Regions from separate parts of the Mus musculus genome. Here regions 1 and 3 are each linked to region 2. The links are chromatin contacts, called in public Hi-C and promoter capture Hi-C maps. All regions are on one chromosome and are shown on one strand. Each heading gives the region's core, a stretch centred on a gene start, on an enhancer-like site or on the middle of the called end of the contact. The rest is flanking DNA. Distances are from core to core; before and after follow the strand shown.

Region 1 (4,227 bases), core at 1,375-3,874, 260 kb after region 2:
TCTGACCTGTAATATATTCCTCAAGACCTTTTTCTTTTAACTTTATAAAGACTGAGCTTACATTTCTCACTATAGTTTTGCTAAGGTTCATCCCATTCCTTTTTTTTTTTTAATCTATCCATTCACTGCCAAGTAAACCTACCTACACGTTTCATAAAGCCATTGACTTTTAATTTCACCCTTTGAATCATGGACCCATCATTTGTCAGGTGAGGGATCTACTGCTGAACTGCACCTCCAGCTCCAAATTTTAGCTTTACAAAACAGACAGTAGGTACAGCTTTTGGTCTAATATTACAAATTAAAATACAAGTGGGACTAGGGTATCATAGTTCAATAGTAAAGTGTTTGTCAGCCATACATAAGACACTGATTCTGGTCCTCGGGGCAGAAGAAAAAATAAACAAAGCAGAGGAACCTGCCCAGAATTGCACAAAGAAAGGGACCTAAACTGGACTAGCAAAGCCCAGACCTCTCCCTTAATGCTCATGGTGTATATGAGATATACATGGGCATATATCAGCACTGGGCCTACTCTACCACCATAATGGCTAATATCCTGGGTACTTATAGGCCAAGATTATATCAAATATATTTTGAAAGTACTATTCAATTCCTGTAACTATCCTCCAAAGTCAGTAGTAGTGGCTCTGTCTTACAGTGTAGACTGGGTAGTAGTGTAATTAAGCAGTTACTCATTAAGCAAGAAATAGGCCCAGAATCTGAATGCAGGCAATCAGTTTACATAGTCCCACCCTTCAGCCCTTTAGAGGATGCTCCTCTGAGTGTGTCAATTATCAGACTGAGACACATACCAACTAAAAACGGGCCTGTGTTTATGCCCCAGGTGATGATGGTAGCATTCTCAGAACCTGACCCATACATACACTAGGCCCATCTAGCAAGTATATCTGTGTGTAGGGGGTGAGTAGGGGAGGGAGCAGGAGTAAGAAAGAAGGACAGCAGATCAAAACATGAACAACTCACTGAAAAAGAGCAAACCAGTTTTAGCTGGGTCTGGAGGCAATTGAAATAGGAGACTAGAAGGGAATTAGCAATGCCTTGAGGAGAGAAAGCACAAAACATACTTTGTGGAAAACTCTGACATTTCTTTTACAGGACAGGAATTATTTGACCTATTCTAAGTAGCCTGCTGGGTTTTTTTTTTCATTTTTATTTACTTAGTATTTGTGTGTATACGTATGCATGCACCTGTGTCAAGGCACGTGAGTGCAGGTCAGGGAATAACCTACAAGAGTTGGTTCTCTCCTTTTACCATGCAGGGTCTCAGGGGCTGCATCAGATCATCAGGTTTAGCAGATGTCTTTACAGGCTGAGCTGTCTCAGCCGCCCTGTGTACTGACTTTGATTCAAGCCTTCAGGATAGAAAGTAGAGCTTGAAGTCTGGTGGAAATAAAACTCAAATGGTTCTTTCACCTGCTTATGAGTGAGTGACCTTGGACTACCCACTTTAACTGTACCTAGCCCTCATATTTTCATCTATGAAACACGATTAGTAACAGGCTCTTTAGCTCATAGTCTACAATGAGGATTCCACGAGACAATCAACAAAAATCATTGGAATCTTTCTCATCTCCCAGAAGGCACTGGACAGATATGACCATCCACTCATTGGGTGTGGCTGAGTGAACCCCACAAGACTGCTGACTTCTATTCTTTTTTCCAAAGCACTCCAAGCTCCTCCTTGAGTAGGTCTGATCATAGCCTCCATTCATTACTCAGGAGAGAAGAAGACACAGGCTAGCCTCAGATACTACCTCTAATCAGTCTCTCTCAGCCTAGACTTTGCCAGACTGATATACACTTAGAGGTTCCTGGCACAGAACCCCACTGATAACCAGTAAAGCCAGACAGTCTTCCATTTGCCTACTCATCACAACCACCTGAGGAACACTGAAGAATACTGTCTAAACTTAAAATGCATGAAATTAGAAGGGGGGATATAGGAGGTACCAATGGGACAGGGAAGGAAACAAGAGATGGTAAGGGGGTGAACATGGTTATATATGGCAAGTACCCTACAAATATGTGAAAATGCCATGGTGAAACACAGTGCTTTGTAGAAATACTACACACAGAAAATGTGAACAGAAAATACAGTCACTACCAGGCATTAAAAAGAGTTAGTCTTGAAGGTAAAAATTGTCACCCAGATAACTCAGACCCAATTTTGGAGGTTTAAAATAAATATAGCCAGTTAAGTACCATTTTTAAGTGCCCCAAGAATGTTCCAGCAATCAGCCAGTCATATGGATGGTCAAGTTAGAGGTCTCTTGTATTTTTGGAAAGAGGAAGATACGTATGGGCTCAAATCAACACATACACATATTCTCTCCCTCTCTCTCCCTCTCCCTCCCTCTCTCTCCCTCTCCCTCTCCCTCTCTCTCCCCCTCCCCCCCCCCTCTCTCTCTCTCTCTCTCTCTCTCCCCCCTATGAAGAATAGAGACTGTGCTGACAGTGGACCTCAACACAGGTCACAGCCAAAACAACTGGCAAGAAGAATCAGCGTTGTCCTTTAACCAACCAGGAGTGATTTGTAGGGCTCCAGGGAAGCCACATAGGACAACAGCTTGTCAGCATTGGTCATGTTTCACAAACGGTGACAACAGAGTGATGCAATATCCTGGCTTTGTGTCCTTCCTTTTCTTAGAAGTTCTCTTTGTGAATGGTTCCTCCCTCTAGTGCCAGGCATAGAAAGAGAGGAGAGGCAGAGTGGCAGCTGGATTCCTCCAATTTAGATATATGCCTTGTAATAAGTTTGATTAAGACGCCTGTATAGCCTGCACATAGTTCCAAGTTATTTGGAGTTCACCCCAAGTGTCAGATTTGGCACATCTAACTGTGGACAAATGAGTGGCAACTGCATAAACACATGGCTGTTCCACACCACAAATGAATCCTATAGAAAGAAGCCAGCTCTGATTACACTGCACGGCTGGGCAGTGCTGCTCACACAGCCTAACACAGCAGGAGGAAAGCAGGCTGGTGGTCACCTGTGAGCGTCTGGAATGACAACTCTCTGCCATCCAGGGAGAGAAGGGCGAAGAGGAAAAAGAGCACATGGGAGCTCATGTTATGCACATGTAATTTACATATGGCTTTGCGTGCTAGCTCCCCTCCAGATCATGTCTGTGATTTAAACACTAGATCAGCAAATAGAAAGTACAAACAGTCCATGGCAGAGTAATAATCCCCAATGTCATTTCTGGGGAGCACAAAGGAGGAAGGTGGGGACTGCAGCTCACTGCTGCTAGTACTGTGCCAGTTCCATCAGAGGACGTGAGACTGGACTAGGAGACTTTATTGTGTCCCATCTCACTGAGTCCTTAAAAGCACTCCACCAGGTAGCTTCTCTGGATTATTCCCTTTTTACAGATGGGAGAACTGAAGTACAGAAAGGTTAAATCATCAGCTATGTTATCTAGGTAAGAGTGAATGGTCATGGGTGGAACCCAGGCCCCAAGTGTGAACAGATACTTTGCTCTCTCTACAGCTCAAGAGAAACCTCTCTTGATTCCAAAGATGTTCCTTCCAAATTTCCCCTCTGCCAAGAGCCCAACAAGAGCTCTTTTTGTCTCACTTCTCACAGCTCAGAAGATGCACAGGGCATGGGAGACACTCAAAACCTTCAACTCTGGGATAGTTTCAAGAGTTTCTGATGATTACCCGCTGTCTTGGTGGTAGCTTCCCAGGTAGTGCTGACAGGCTGGCTTTGGGCAAGAGGCCCTCAAAAAGAACACACCCAGAGCATGAAAGGAACAGACAGTTCCACAGAGAAAGTGAACTCTGCATTGTCTGATGTGACCGGGAAGTCATTCAATAAACCAGAGAGGATAGCCCAGAATCTGAAAGAAGCAGAGCCTAAATCTGAGGACACACGTCCTGGTGAAGGGAGCAGCAATAGTATCAACTCCATTTATTTAGAGTGTTTAAGGGTTACTTGCAAACGACTACCTTTGACTGAATAAAGTGCCTTCACGGATACCCTGGCCTCCATTGAGGGAATGTGTCACAAGCTTTGTCAACACTGTGTAACAGGCATTGTTTTATGCACATTTATCCATTTTGTTTAACCCTCGTGGAATCCCCATGAGGTATTTCTAAAACCATTTCACTGACAAGGGAACTTTTTCAGAGAAGTTAAGTGACTTGCCCTAGGCTACACAGCTTTGAAACCATAAAATACAACCTTGTGTGAGGGGTCCA
Region 2 (4,162 bases), core at 1,560-4,059:
ATAAATAAACACTATTTAGTAAACTTTAAAAAAAGAGTTCTATTTACTTGGCTTATATTTGCAACCCTGGTGTATATGCATGACTGGTGTGGGGTCACACAGACACTGATCACACATGTCAGACACTTAAGGCGATTGTATTGCATTGGAGTGGATGGGCCTGTGGCAGACTGTCCAAGGGACGAAGTTGAGGCAGAGAGGCCTAAGCTACACTGGCAACGCAGTCAGAAAACAAGTAGAATTCATGTCCTCAGGCAGAGAGCTGTGCCTGGCATGACCACTGTCCAGGAAAGCCAAGGGAGACAAGACACGAGAAAAACAAGGAAGAAGGAATCTCCAGGAGAGGTAGGAGGTGGAGTGAAACATGAGAAGCTGAAGTCCAGTCTACTGTTAAAGTAACTTTTATTCTCCTGTTGGTAATTGTCTCAGAGGCTCACTGCCTCCGTCTGCTAACCTGGTCCTAGTTCTGAAACCTTCTAGACTCTGTACAGTATCATCTAAGCCTAGAATATTTTCAGCCTCTGAGAGTTGCTATTGAATATGCTCACTCTAGTTCTTTTTGAACTCTGGCTGGCTGGTTCAACTCAAACTCCTCTCTAAGTTGACTGATTCAATCTGGCTTCTCTTAGTTTCTCACTGAATTGCTCTGCTTGGCCTCATACTAACTTTGTCAATGTGTTCTAATCTTCTGGCTCCTTCTCATTCTCTGGTTTGTTCTGTCTTTGCCTGTGTCTAGCTTGTTCTCTCTTCAACCTGTCTCTGTAAAACTCTACTGGTAAGACTGCCTCCTCCCTCTCTCTGCACTGCCCCTCAAGTAGCTTCCCTTTCCACTCTTTTGTGAGAGTTGGGCGTATCCTATTCTGTCAAATCTTTCTCTGATTTGTCACTTTGTCTGCCACTCAATTAGACATCACTGGATGCTTCCTTCTACAAACTAACTTTAACTTCATTATTTGTCATTAAAGGTGTGTACTAAGGATGTGTGTGTGTGTATATTCTAGCTGGGGGTGGGGGCGGGGGCAGGATTAAAGGTGTGTGCTAAGGGCTGAACCTTGCCACAACTAGAAACAGGTCTTTTTTTTTTTTTTCCAGTAAATAACAACAACCTCTGGGTTCACAGTATGATCAAATATCATGCAACAGTCTATAGTCCTTGAAAGTGATTACCACAAAATGTTCCAGACAGACTTGTGAGAGAGCATAGGCATCCTATTTTTAAAACAGTATCAACTGTGTTTCTTGCAGAACTCCACAACAAATTTAAGGAGTGAGATTTGTCCTTCTCGCTGGTTCAGAGGGGCAGGGTGGAGGAGGATGACCTGGTACAAATAGCTTGCAACACACTTTTAGCCTTTGAACCACTTGATTACAAATTTCAACCCACTTTAAATCAATACAGAGTGATACCAAAGCCAACCTGGCCTCAGATCCACTTACAATGTTGTGAGGTTTACTTGTTTGTATCCTTGGCTGGCCTGGAGCTTGCTATGACAACCAGGCTACCCTTAAGCTCAGAGAGATCCACTTGCCTCTGCCTCCTACATTCTGGAATCAAGGCCAGCAGACCTTTATTGGCTGTATCCAATAAAGAATCTCTGTATACCCTGACTGTCCTGGAACTCACTCTGTAGACCAGGCTGGCCTGGAACTCAGAGACCTGCCTGCCTCTGCCTCCTGAGTGCTGGGATTAAAGGTGTGTGCCACCATGTTTTTAAAGTGAGGAGGGGAAGAGAAGTTGATGGTTGCTGTGTTCCATTTACTACAGAGTTGCTTTTTAGCATCAGCAGAAGGCCACATGGTTTCCCCGGAGCTTTTGAACTACATATTTCCCTCTCTCATCTCTTACCTGCTTGGTGTAGTCTGTGCTATTTTCCCTACTGGTCCTCCCTTTGCATGAGGAGGCAATGACCGCTGGTGCAGGAGTGTTTGTTTAGCCGAGCCACCCCACCATCATTCCATCCTCCAATGTACCCTTTGTTCCCCACCTGAGAACTGGGCTTGCTTTCAGGATCAGAGATGGCACTTTGATACTCTTCGCCTCCAGTGGGCCTTGTTAGTTTTCTTAGGATACCAATAGGTGGTGGAAGCTACCCACAAACTACTTCCCTTGGGAGCTCAGCCTTATTAGTGAGAGACATGATTGGAAGGCTGAAGCAGCAGGCTAGAAATCTATATGCTTTCAGTCCCAACCTTAGCCATAAAACCAGCCCAAATCAAAGACCACACAGGCAGGCAGACAATGTGGGCTGAAATTTCAAATATGAAACCTCAAGGATGACATCATCCATTTACTGCAACTTACTCAAATGCTTCTAAAAAAGGGAATGTAATAAACAGGTGAGAGTCCTGTGAGAAACACATCCAAGTCTATACAGAGCACTCAATCTCCATGCAGACCAGGACTCTCGCCCAGCCTCTGCAGCTGCCCTTATCAAATGCCCCTTCCCCAGACTCAGCTATGCACAGACCAAAGGACAGCAGGAGCTACAGCAATTCTGCAGGAAATGTACCTGCATATTGCATCTTCAGGAGCCTGCATAGCAATCTAACAGGGAGTAGGACCCTGCCCTGGGGGCAGGAACCCACCCCCACCCCCATAGGGCACTGGCCGCCATTGGTGCTCCCAACCTGTCAGTCAAGAGCCAACAGTATCAGCAAAAGGCTATCAGCCTTCAGGAAGTGTCCAAGCACTCGACTAACACAGTACACAAAGAGTTAATGTTCAGGACACAACAGACGTAAGAGCAAAACCAGCTGACTATTGAGGGAGGCTTTGAGGATACACCGCTCTTTGTGGCTCAAAGTTGTTTATAAATTAGAAATAATAGTGTCAGGGAGAGCCTGGACATGGTGGCCCACATCTTTGATCCCACCGCTGGGATCTTTGAGTTTGAGGCCAGCCAGGTCTACAGAGTGAGTTCCAAGACAGCCAGGGTTACATAGAGCAACCCTGTCTCAAAAACAAACAAACAAAACCACCACTGCAACAAAGTGATAATACTAAGCAACAAATACTTGAGAAAAGGTGATTGCAGTTGAAGAGTTTTAAGGCCTTTATTATGCTTTAAGGAAGATAATGCTGTTTGCTAACATTAAATTTGGTTAAGACAGACACTATTGCATAGGCCAGCAAGATTTTGCTGAAAGGACCCTGATATAGCTGTCTCTCTGTCTGTCTGTCTGTCTCTCTCTCTCTCTCTCTCTCTCTCTTATTTTGGTTTTTTGAGACAGGGTTTCTCTGTGTAGCCCTGGCTGTCCTAGAACTCACTCTGTAGTCCAGGCTGGCCTCGAACTCAGAAATTCGCCTGCCTCTGCCTCCCAAGTGCTGGGATTAAAGGCATGGGCCACCACCACCCAGCGATATAGCTGTCTCTTGTGAGGCTATGCCAGTGCCTGGCAAACACAGAAGTGGATGCTCACAGTCAGCTATTGGATGGAACACAGGGCCCCCAATGGAGGAGCTAGAGAAAGCACCCAAGCAGCTAAAGGGATCTGCAACCCTATAGGTGGAACAATATGCACTAACCAGTACCCCCAGAGCTCGTGTCTCTAGCTGCATATGTAGCAGAAGATGGCCTAGTCGGCCATTATTGGGCAGAGAGGCCCCTTGGTCTTACAAACTTTATATGCCCCAGTACAGGGGAACACCAGGGCCAAGAAGTGGGAGTGGGTGGGTAGGGGAGCAGTAGTGGGGAGGGTATAGGGGATAGCATTTGAAATGTAAATGAAGAAAATACCTAATAAAAAATTGGAAAAAATTGGTTAAGAAACTTGCACATTTATGAAGTAGCCAATGTAAGAGTAAAGATGGAATATAGTCTGGATATAGTTATCTATGTTTATAATCCCAAATCCCAGCACTCAGGGGCCTGGGTCCAAAGGATCTTGGTTTGAAGCCATCTTAGGCTCATATAGACAAGCTTGGGCAAGACAGCAAGATTCTAGCAATAAAAAACAAATTTTTGGGTAAGATAGATTAGTGGCTATCTATGTGAAAGCCAGTAAAGAAGAGAGTCAGAATTTAAAAACAAACAAACAAAACAATACAAAACAAAACAAAACAAAGCAAAGAAAAAAAACAACTTATTTCAAAGAGGGTAACAGAGGAAAACTCAAATTTTTCACACAGGCTGGAGATTTGGCTGGTAAAGTGTTTGCCTAT
Region 3 (3,948 bases), core at 706-3,205, 370 kb after region 2:
TGATATGAGAATTCTTCTATACCAGCCATTTTATGTACCCACACTTCAATATTTCCTAGCTGGATATGCTGGCACACACCTGTGATTCCAGTCCTAAGGGTGAGGCAGGGGGATCACTAATTTGAAGTCAGCCTGAGTTTCATGGCATGAAATCCATGTCCTAATAAATAAGACAAAACCTCAAACTACTAGGATTATAGGATTTACTGGGTTATAGGGCCAGTGTCTGTTTTAGGAGCAAACTGCACAGCCATCTTCCAGAGAGGTTGTACCATTTTACACGTCCGTCAACAACATGGGCGTTCTGGGTGCTTTGCTTCCCGTCAGTGTTTGGTCTTGCCAGACCTTCAGTCAGTCCTTGACCTCTGTGGTTTTAATTTGCTTTGCAGTCATGGACTGGAGATGTTGAGTATCCTCTCGGATGTCTGCCGAGTATCAGCTCCAGTGTAACCTGTTGGTGTCTCTTTCATCCTTTTACAACTTGCACCGTTTGTCTTTTCACCCTTGATTTGGCCCTCGTTTTAAGTTCTGTCTTGTGCAGGTTAATTGCTATAGTCACGGTGTTCAACATACAAAATAGCAGAAACACATCAGAAATTTCTTCCTTTTTTGTATGGTTCAGAGTGGTTTGAGGTTGAAGGAAACAGGGATGTTTTATTCCTTATAGTAACTGAGGGCCTCCGCTGAAGGACACACAAGGTTCTAACTGGAGAGATGGCTCAGGAGATAAGAGCACTTGCTTCTCTGGCACAGGACCTGGGTTACCAGCACCCAATGGTCTGAAACTCTAGTTACAGGGATCTGACACTTGCTTCTGGCCTCTGTGGACACTGTACCCTCATAGTGCTTATCCATGCATGCTGACAAGACAGTAACACACACATAAAAATAAGTATAAGTAAGTGACAACCCCCACTAAGGTACTTGAGGCATCAGTAGTCAGCCACAAAAATGTGACGTGTATGGAGAAGGGTGTTTGGGAAGATTTGGGATCAGGTTCACTTCTGTTCAAGTTTCCTTAGCTGGACCTCTGTTATGGGCTAAGTATAGGGGAATCTGGGAACTGTGGTCTATCTCTGTGTCTAGGAAGTCACATTATTATGCTGTCTAAGGTACAGATTTCATATTTCATGGAAAGCTATCCGTGTATTTTTATGAGTCAACAGAAACAACCTCTTTTTAAAGACTTAGTTATATTGTTCTGACATTCCAATATCTTAAAAAAAAAAAAACCAAACAAACTTGTACTGGAGCTGTAAATGTAGGAAATGCCAGCATTCTGTTGTTATCTCCTCTTCTAAGAACCAGATGCCCAGCGCCAAGTTGGATGGATCCTTCTTTGGCATCCGAACCAGAGTATTGATCACTGTGAGAGCAATTTACAAAATGGAGTCTTCTTGTGGGCAGATGTTGCTGACAACTGAACTGGGAGCTTTGTGAATATTGAATATTGAGCACCGAATCCAGTGTCTTCATGGGCTTGACTTAGACCCACCTAAAAAACCCCTCCAAAAATATATTAAAGAGAGCATTCTGCAGGTATCCTCAGAAGTTTGCATGGAACTGAAATAGGAGTTTTGTCACCCACTGCTCAGACCACATGGGCTCTTTCTTTGCGAGTCCGAGGTTTAATAATAAGCCACCTCTGCCCACTGGAGAATGTGAACATGAGAGTCCTGACTCTATTCTGTCCCCTTGTTATGGGCTCTTAGCCTGCCTGTCTTGCCAGTGAGTTTTCTATAAGAGCGTGTACGTTTCTGAGGTTAACCCTGATAACCAGCACGCTGACGCCCAGTGCCAGTGTGAGGGCCAGGAGAGGAATGGCCATGCTGACGCCCAGTGCCAGTGTGAGGGCCGGGAGAGGAATGGCCATGCTGACGCCCAGTGCCAGTGTGAGGGCCAGGAGAGGAATGGCGAGGGAGAAGTTGAATGAACCTGGATGAGCTCTCTTGTCTCATGCAAGCAGGAGCAGAACTGCTAAGTCATGGTGTGTCAGCAGGAGAGACATGGCTAGGGAGTCACATTATTCTAAGTCGTTGTCTTAGCCAAGGTCTAGGCTATTCTGTGTTTTCTCTCCAGCTTAGAAAGCAGGAGATAATTCACAGTTATCATTTTTGTTATTAGTTTCCTTTTTTAAACGTACCCCAATCCTGCAACTTCTAATAAAACAGCAAAGGCATCTTTTTCATCTGTAGATGTCCTGCCTTTCTTCAGCTCTTCAGCCTTTCTCTCCAGAGTCTCCCTCTGTTCTCTGTCTTTTGAGAACTGGTACTAGACCAGTCACGGTGCTAACAACATTTTGATCTGGTTTCAAGAGAGAAAACACTTTTTTTGCGGTTGCTGTTTTGTGCTCTTGATAAGTTTGTTCTTTGTACAGGATTATTCTAAACGTTTGTAATCATTGAAAACTAGCGCCATGTATGTTTTGGTTATGAAGCAGTAAGAGTGAATACTTGAGCTCTACTAGCAACCACTGTGGCCTGTTTACTCACATGCAAATAGGAGAGTCTAGCCTTGCTTGACAAAACTCTCTCATGTGTGTAACTGAGGGACGTTATTCAGTCTGTCCTTGGAGCCCTGGCTTGGCGAGAGTATAACCTGACATTTATAATTTTTCTACAGAGAAAAAACTTTTTCTTGGAATTAACAATGATCCGTTGGTTCTCTTAGAACCCCTTGCCATTTCCTTCAGCCCTGGGCCCTTCTGATCTTCGTGTAGTTAGCACCACGGGTCTGCAGTTCTTTGCTAGCTTGTCAGCCACTTTGGAGTTGTGCCGTGACTCCATGTGGTCTTAGTGTGAGGCCTATGGTAGTATCAGAATCAAAATGGAGCTGCTTGTGTCAAACTTAGTAATGGCAACCAAAAATCCTAACAAAGCCCAGCCTCACGCTGCATGTTTTCCAGTTGTGGGTCCCTGTGATCTGTTGCTAGAAACAGCGTCTCTCATGAAGTCTCAGTGATGTACTGATCTGGTCCGAGCCAAGTGTGGTGGCTGTGGGGTTCTTGGTAGAGAGCGGGTTTCCAGTCCCTTTTGCTTTGGTTTTCCATATTGAAAATAGGAAGAAGTTCTTTAAAGTATTATTTATTTGTTTGCTTGTTTGTTTGTTTATTTATATATTTATTTAATTTATTTATATGTGTGTGAAAGTCAGAGGTCAACTTTCAGGAGTCTCTCCTTCCACCTCTGGGTCCTAGGGAATGAACACAGTTGTCAGACTTGGCAGCAGTGTCTTTACCCACTGAGCTATTTGGTGCCTTGGAAATAGTGTGATAGCGGAAGTGTTTCGGGAGAGGCATGGTGGACAGCTAGCTACTGGCCAGATGTCAACATGGTAAGAATCACTACAAATGCTACCTTCTCAGAATTAGCTCTTAAAATTGTCCAGAAATATGTCTTATAACAAGTTCATTCTAAAGAATGTCTGTTTCTGGAGCTGGTGCAGTGGGTCATCCAGCCTGACAGTTTGTTTCCTAGGATCCTCATGGTAGAAGGAGGAAACTGAATCCTGCAAGTTGTCTTCTGCCACGCGAGTGAGCAAGTGTGTGTGTGTGTGTACAAATAGGAAAAGGACTTAGGTAACATCACTTTTAAAAAATTTTTAAAAATTGTTTTTAAAGTGATGTTTTGCTAAGTTAAAATTATAATAACAACATTGTAACAACAGTTACAAGTTTGAGGGCATCCTACTGGATATTCATCCTCTGTCTAAAGTTACCTAAGGGCCAGAGAGACGGCTCAGTGGGTAAAGCATTTGTCATGAGGACCAGGGTTAAGATCCTCAGCATGGATGTAAAAGCTGGGCAGGTAAGGCAGCTATCTGTAATCACAGGAGGCAGAGATGGGCTCCCTGGGGCAAGCTGGCTAGCTACACTTGTTGATCAGTGAGATCTGGGTTCCACTGAGAGACCTGCCACAGTAAATAAAATGGAGACCAATCAGGGAAGAT

Evidence for each region. Promoter capture Hi-C pulls out the DNA fragments that hold promoters and counts their contacts. Hi-C and Micro-C count contacts between places; a contact is called where the count stands out from the background.
Region 1: a contact with region 2 is called in a promoter capture Hi-C map of liver. The contact joins two enhancer-like sites. A contact is called at or near these places in 7 of 39 promoter capture datasets (the C10 cell line, the HPC-7 cell line, HPC-7-derived erythroid cells and 4 more) and 3 of 484 Hi-C or Micro-C datasets (the HPC-7 cell line, bone marrow-derived macrophages and liver).
Region 3: a contact with region 2 is called in a Hi-C map of liver, with 1.7 times the contacts expected there. The contact joins two enhancer-like sites. A contact is called at or near these places in 8 of 39 promoter capture datasets (the C10 cell line, the HPC-7 cell line, cranial neural crest and 5 more), 4 of 484 Hi-C or Micro-C datasets (Sertoli cells, embryonic stem cells, group 2 innate lymphoid cells and 1 more) and 5 of 115 datasets of contacts at active chromatin or transcription factors (bone marrow-derived dendritic cells, embryonic stem cells and large pre-B cells).

Annotation. Positions count from the first base shown.
Region 1 is chr2:103,581,883-103,586,109 of GRCm38.p6, reverse strand. The region is part of intron 1 of Abtb2 (ankyrin repeat and BTB (POZ) domain containing 2); the gene reads right to left. It overlaps 8030431J09Rik (a long non-coding RNA gene), which reads right to left. Exons shown (of 2, transcript XR_866592.2): 1 at 1-4,227. Among named protein-coding and RNA genes, the nearest start is that of 8030431J09Rik, 12 kb to the right of the region's middle. Within about 2 kb of position 2,624, at least 79 of the 459 cell types and tissues checked have an H3K27ac peak or open chromatin away from gene starts, as enhancers often do. A contact at or near this core is called in liver, where this site is marked.
Region 2 is chr2:103,844,263-103,848,424 of GRCm38.p6, reverse strand. No RefSeq gene overlaps it. Among named protein-coding and RNA genes, the nearest start is that of 4930547E08Rik, 36 kb to the right of the region's middle. Within about 2 kb of position 2,809, at least 3 of the 459 cell types and tissues checked have an H3K27ac peak or open chromatin away from gene starts, as enhancers often do. A contact at or near this core is called in liver, where this site is marked.
Region 3 is chr2:103,478,453-103,482,400 of GRCm38.p6, reverse strand. The region is part of intron 1 of Cat (catalase); the gene reads left to right. Among named protein-coding and RNA genes, the nearest start is that of Cat, 4.7 kb to the left of the region's middle. Within about 2 kb of position 1,955, at least 40 of the 459 cell types and tissues checked have an H3K27ac peak or open chromatin away from gene starts, as enhancers often do. A contact at or near this core is called in liver, where this site is marked.